Linked DNA regions of Bicyclus anynana: region 2 is linked to region 1. A link is a contact called in public Hi-C data. All regions are on one chromosome and are shown on one strand. The core of a region is the stretch at or near the end of the contact, and the rest is flanking DNA. Distances in the headings are between cores, read along the strand shown. Region 1 holds the start of LOC128199928. Region 2 overlaps LOC112058452 (serine/threonine-protein phosphatase 2A regulatory subunit B'' subunit beta).

Region 1 (2,952 bases), core at 272-2,771:
GAGCTTTTTTAACGGACGTTAAAAAAGCGTTCAAATATAGTATGAAGTTAAATGAAGGCCTATTTCCAGGTCCGTTAAAAAAACTCTCGTGCGAATGGGAGCCAAGCTAAAATAGATTTTAGGCCTCATGGCAAGCAATCATCTCATGCTAACACTCTCACCAAGAATTCGTTTTACGAGCAAATATACTTACTCGTACCCATTCCACACATACACACACTCGTATAGGTACACACAAAGGTATACTGTGTGTGTGTGTGTGTGAATATGCTTATATAAAAAGCTCGACTACCTACCTAAAAAGTACGTAATGGGAAATCCAGCAAATAATAAATTACTAACAGTTGAATATATTCGCTCGAAAACCTTGGCTTTAGTTTAGCAGTTCGATAAATGAACGAAATACAATGTATTAACATTTAAAACGTCATTAAGCCGCATGTTCTAGTTGGCGCCAGTACAATATCCTACGATGTGTGGCATATCGTAGTTCTATAATCCTAGATAAACGGTCATAGTTTCATAATGCACTCGCGTCTCTCGCAGCAGTGTGCGATTAACCAAAAGGCGAGTTTAAAGCGTCGCGACTGTGCGGTGCGGGAAATAGTAAAAAAGTAGGGGAGCGTAAATAAATAGCGCGCTATTCGTGGAGTCGCGACGGCCGACGAGCCGCGTGCGTCGACACGCGCCGTGCGCTGGGTGGACTATGCGACTATTCACATTATATTCGTTGATTTTTACCCAACTTAAAAAAAGGAGGTTGTGTGTTTGTATTCACATCATAGGCGTTAAATTTTTACCAGGATTTAATAAAGGAAGTTGTGTGTTTGTTTTGATGGCGTTGATTTTTACTCGACTTTGAAAAAGGAGGTTGTGTGTTTGACTTTAAATTATTGTTTAACATACAAACATACGGGATGTTTGAGCCGTCTCGACGTATGTTTTTATGAGGATTGTTAAGCAATGTCCGAGATTTTCTCAGTAACTACCTACTGATCCGAATACCTATAGCCATTGTTATAAAGAAGGATAGGACGGAATATTTCTTTCCTAATATGTAGATAAGAAAATATTATGTTTCATAGAAATTACCTATATGTAGACAAGCAAATTATAGGCAAAAAAGCTTTGTTAAATATATCACAAAAGCTAATCATTTGTTTTCCATTTTTATTTTTATTGCTTAATATTTCAACATTACACTTATACGGCCTTATTTAAAAACATAGATTAGGATTAAAAGCTCATTTTTGCAAGAAGCATTACATCTTCGTATCTAAAATGCAATGTTTCTTGCAGATAAATGATTCTGATTCTGATTGTAGTCTGATTGATTTGTAGTCTCGAGTGATTCTAGAGTATTTACAATAATCATATTAGGTACCTATTTACAATTTTTTACTTCCTGTGTGGCGGTGAAAGCTGATCTGATAGCCTCCAAGCATTTCTGTCATCACACCTATGATAGAAATTTGAGCAAGGCTGCTCCAGACTGAATAATAGTGGTATTGTTATCAGGTGCTAGCCGAGTGAGCAAGGAGGACACGCCGGGAGCGCGCCGGGAGGGAGCGGCGGCGTGGGCCCTCCGCGCGCGCCGCAGTCCGCGCGCGGTGCCGCCGCCGGCGAGTTCTGTCTCGAGCACTCCGAGCCTCCGCGAATATCGCGCGAACGCTCTCGACTAACCGCCTTTGTTTACTCCCCACGCGATACTAACAGCTGTTACACTGTTGCCGATCGCGAACGTCGTTAGTGCAGTTTTTTGTTACGGATACAGTGGAATCAGTGTCAGTTCAGTGTTTCATGGAGCCCGCGGGCTCGCTGCAGTAGTGCACTAGCCCGGCCATGGCGGCCACGGCGCGCCGGGAGATCGACACCGGCGAGGAGGACATCGCCGCGATCGCCAAACAGATTTCGGATCATGCGGAAGCTATATATCAGACTTGGAAAGCGCGCGGCCTCGCGCCCACGGAGATTCTGTCGTGCAGGCCCACGCCCGGCCTCAAGTTGGCCGAGAGCTTACGGACTAAACCTAAACCGGAGCCCAAACCTGAAATAAAGCAGCGGCCCGAGTTCCGCAACCGTCCGGAAATCCGGGAGCGGCCCGAGCTCCGCGACCAGAGACCCGAGCCTCGGCGAGATTTGCGCCTGAATCCCGAAACTGAGACTGTAGAAATTATGTTGCCGCCGGACTTGGTACCGGAGCGGAATGGAGCCGGATCTGGGGCTAGTGTGAGGCGGCCGGATAATGCAGCGATGCGTTTGGAGGTCGCTCGAGAGGAAGAGAGACTTCTGCGCGCTTTGCGTACAGGTGGGGTCGTCGCCGAACGGCCCGCCGAGAGACCTGACGTGGTTCCCCCCATATCGCTCGTGGACTACGCTAAGAGCCGGTATCAGGATCGGTTGGACACGGGAGCGAGGAAGCCGGCAGCGGGAGCGAGTGGGGAGAGGAGAGCTTCTTTCGGGTCGCACGTTACAGAAGCCAGGTCTAAATTTGAGGCGCGAGCTCGCCGCGCGTCCAGCGCTGGCGCCGCCGGCGAGGCCGCCTCCGCGCAAGGCGCCACGCCTGTGAGGCCGTTCCTCACGCGCGGCTCTGTAGCAGAGCGTGTTCTTATGTTCGAACGATGCCCCAGCGAAGCCACTCTAGAGTTGGCTAAGAGGAAGTCACCAGCAGCCACCACATGGCGAGGACCACACGACGTTATTATCAGAGCACAGGTAAGGAACCAATTAATTTAAAATATAGCAGTACGTATTATACTAAGTATTGCGTGTATGCGCCAAAGTAAATATTTATTCGCGACTATTTGTTAACATGTCGTCATTTAGCCATGTACGAACAAAAACTGAAATAGAATTATGGACAGAGTTATAGGTACTATATTATATTATGAGTATACGTTTGTGTTGGCTACTTGATTGCAGCATCAACACTCAATCGCCTAGCTAATCAAT
Region 2 (2,952 bases), core at 247-2,746, 170 kb after region 1:
CAAATAAGGAATATTGGTTAACAGTGACTCACAAAGTAATCAAAACTCGAAATTCGAATTTATTTCAAGTAGACTTAGTTTACATTCATTTTTGAAAGGTTAGGTTTATCTCTCTATAGTTACTGTACCTGCAGGCTAATTCACTATCTTTGACGTATGCTAATTGACCTATATACTTATACGAAAGAAAAGATTTTATATAACAAATATTATCCGGTGCTTACTGGTGGAAATCAACCGGGTATAGGTAAATAACATTTTGCCAATTGGTTTGATGTTTATTTTAATAATTTGATAATAAAGACCAAAATGGTGAATAAGCTAGCTAGACTGGTTTAAAAAACGAAACTAGTATTAAAAAAGTGCTCAGAAGTTGCTAAATTCTGTTTTCTAAGGGTGTCTACGGTTCGACTCCCGTCCGTTGGACTACTGTCATAACTACTCTTAGCACAAGGTTTTTGCTTAGTTGGACAAGGGAGGGCAATATTAGCCATATTTAAAAAATTGATTAGCTAAATATGATAAGCGGAAGCCGTTCGAATAGCCTATGTTAAACCAGGGTTGACGGAGTAACTATTAACTATACTAACACATTCGCCTTTATAACATTAATATCATATAGGCACCTATATTAAAAAAAAAAGATAATCTAAAATTCTAAAGAAAAGACAAAGGAAAATCATTCTCAAAATCCATTGTAAAATTACAACGAGGCAAAAGAGATCGAAACGGACTTCCTTGTGCACGTTCGCGTCATCATCAGTGAAATAGGACAATAGGAGTAAGAACTAGAGCGGGCGGTCATCAAATCGTCTACTTATTTATAGGGCAAAAAGAGCTACTTTTATTACTAGGATGTACGAGTAGAGTCAATGTACTAATTTAACGCTAATTTCAGGCCAAATATTTTTTTACGCTTTGGTCCCCGCCGCTTAAATATTTTATTGGTTAATAGTATAAAAGTTTTAGGAACCTAAAATTATGATATACTCGTAAATACGCCCAATTTATCCGGTCCAATTAAATTAATCAGTACTAACCTGCACTACTGGACTATGTAAACGCTGGGAGCTTGTATAACTCAAATAGTGTTTTATCTAGATTCTAGAAAACAGTATCAAGTATCTATTTTACTGTCACAGATAACTAATTAACTTAAGGTAGCATTCGGTTCTTGGCAACCACAATTTGCGACCGCGACCGGGTCGCATGATCCACTGCTTAGTGTCTATGCTAATATTATAAAACTGAAGAGTTTGTTTGTTTGTTTGATTGAACGCGCCAATCTCAGGAACTACTGGTCCGATTTGAAAAATTGTTTCAGTGTTAGTTAGTTCCCGTAGCAATATTATCCCCATATTCCTACGGTAACGGGAACCACGCGGGTGAAACCGCGCCGTCAGCTAGTGAATTTATATAGCACACTAAACAAATCCCAAAACCGCGTCGCGCGACTGGTAGGCGTGGAGCAGTGGGTCGTACAACCGGTCGCCGTCGCAGGTCGCGGTTGCCAAGAACCGAATGCTACCTTTACGAAGCGAACGTATCCTCTTGAAACAGCTACGAGTAGTTACTTTGTACATTATATTATATTGTTCCAGGAAATACTTGTAGCATCCCTATCAAGTAAATGGAACAGTAACAGCTAATTGCCAAAGCAGGAAGTCGATTTGGTTCCTTTGTCTACCGCGAGAGAGCGAACGACATACCTGCGCAATCTATATTATGTCCTTTTAAAGTAACATGCGTACTGTCTGGTATTTCAAATATTAATATGTCGTTTTATTATTAAATCTTAATTATTTATATAAGTATATCTATTGAATGTTAACCAATTTAAGCGCCTCACATGCTATAAGTCTTTGTCTTTAACATTCTTTTACGTCTACAAAATCTGCGTGTACGAGTCATTATCATCATCATCATCATTAACAACCCATATTCGGCTCACTGTTGAGCACGAGTCTCCTGTCAGTATGAGAGGGGTTAAGCCTTAGTCCACCACGCTGGCTAAATGCGGATTGGCAGACGTAGAGAATTAAATACAATCTCAGGGATGTAGGTTTCCTCACGATGTTTTTCCTACACCGTTGCGTATTTTTTTTAATATTGTAGATTTTAGTTTATCACATTCGTATAGAAATTCAAATAGGTTGAGTTATTCGTATTAGCGTGTTGCAAGCCAGGTGGGTCCAAGTTCCATATTATCCCCTCTGCTATAAGGAGGGAGGTCTAGCTAAGCTAGCTAGTAAGCTGTTATAATAAACTGGTAATGACTACTCTACTCCAGTACCGCAATGACCTGCTAAAATATTTCTTGACAATCAGACATAGTGACGTCCCATTACACCGACCACGACCACGATTGAACACCGGAAACTACATTATGTATACCGTAACCGGAAATGGACCACCCGCGGGACGCGCGTGACCACAACTCCGTTTACACCTTGACACAGATACAAAATAAACACACCGGGAGACTTGTATTTATATCCATGTTACACGGAAAATATGAAAATACGGCGGCCACGAGAAAATGAAAGGTTATTTTGTTCAGGGATTGCATTGTTTTAGTTTTCAGGAAGGTTGTTTTTGTTTTATTGTGTGTTTCTTTGTATGAGAGCACATCGGTATCTCTATGCGATCTTGTGAAGAGAAATGTTATTTTAAATGTCGACCAATGACGGCGGAGTAATCCCATCTCTTTTGTCCGAACATGAAAGACATGAGAGCATATTTCCGATTGCACCGCTATTGGTATATTTCTATTTACATTGTTGGGAAAGCTTAGGCCTTATACCCACCAAGCTACTGTGACAGTTGGCAGGGTTGTAATGTTTTATTCTATAACAGTTATTATAGCATTGGTTGTCCCGTTTGTTATATATCTAACTATAAACTATAAGTATTAATATTGATCTAATGTGTGCACCTGTGCTTACTTGTGCA

The links. Hi-C and Micro-C count contacts between places; a contact is called where the count stands out from the background.
Region 2: a contact with region 1 is called in a Hi-C map of whole larva, with 2.7 times the contacts expected there. The contact joins the enhancer-like site here to the promoter of LOC128199928 in region 1. A contact is called at or near these places in 2 of 2 Hi-C or Micro-C datasets (whole body and whole larva).

Annotation. Positions count from the first base shown.
Region 1 is chr4:5,322,355-5,325,306 of ilBicAnyn1.1, forward strand. LOC128199928 reads left to right here and starts at 1,522. Exons shown (of 4, transcript XM_052891571.1): 1 at 1,522-2,715. The coding sequence starts at 1,843. It overlaps LOC112052924, which reads left to right. Exons shown (of 8, transcript XM_052891566.1): 8 at 1,519-1,682. The coding sequence ends at 1,682.
Region 2 is chr4:5,494,550-5,497,501 of ilBicAnyn1.1, forward strand. The region is part of intron 1 of LOC112058452 (serine/threonine-protein phosphatase 2A regulatory subunit B'' subunit beta); the gene reads left to right. Among protein-coding and RNA genes, the nearest start is that of LOC112058452, 22 kb to the left of the region's middle. Within about 2 kb of position 1,497, at least 4 of the 8 cell types and tissues checked have open chromatin away from gene starts, as enhancers often do.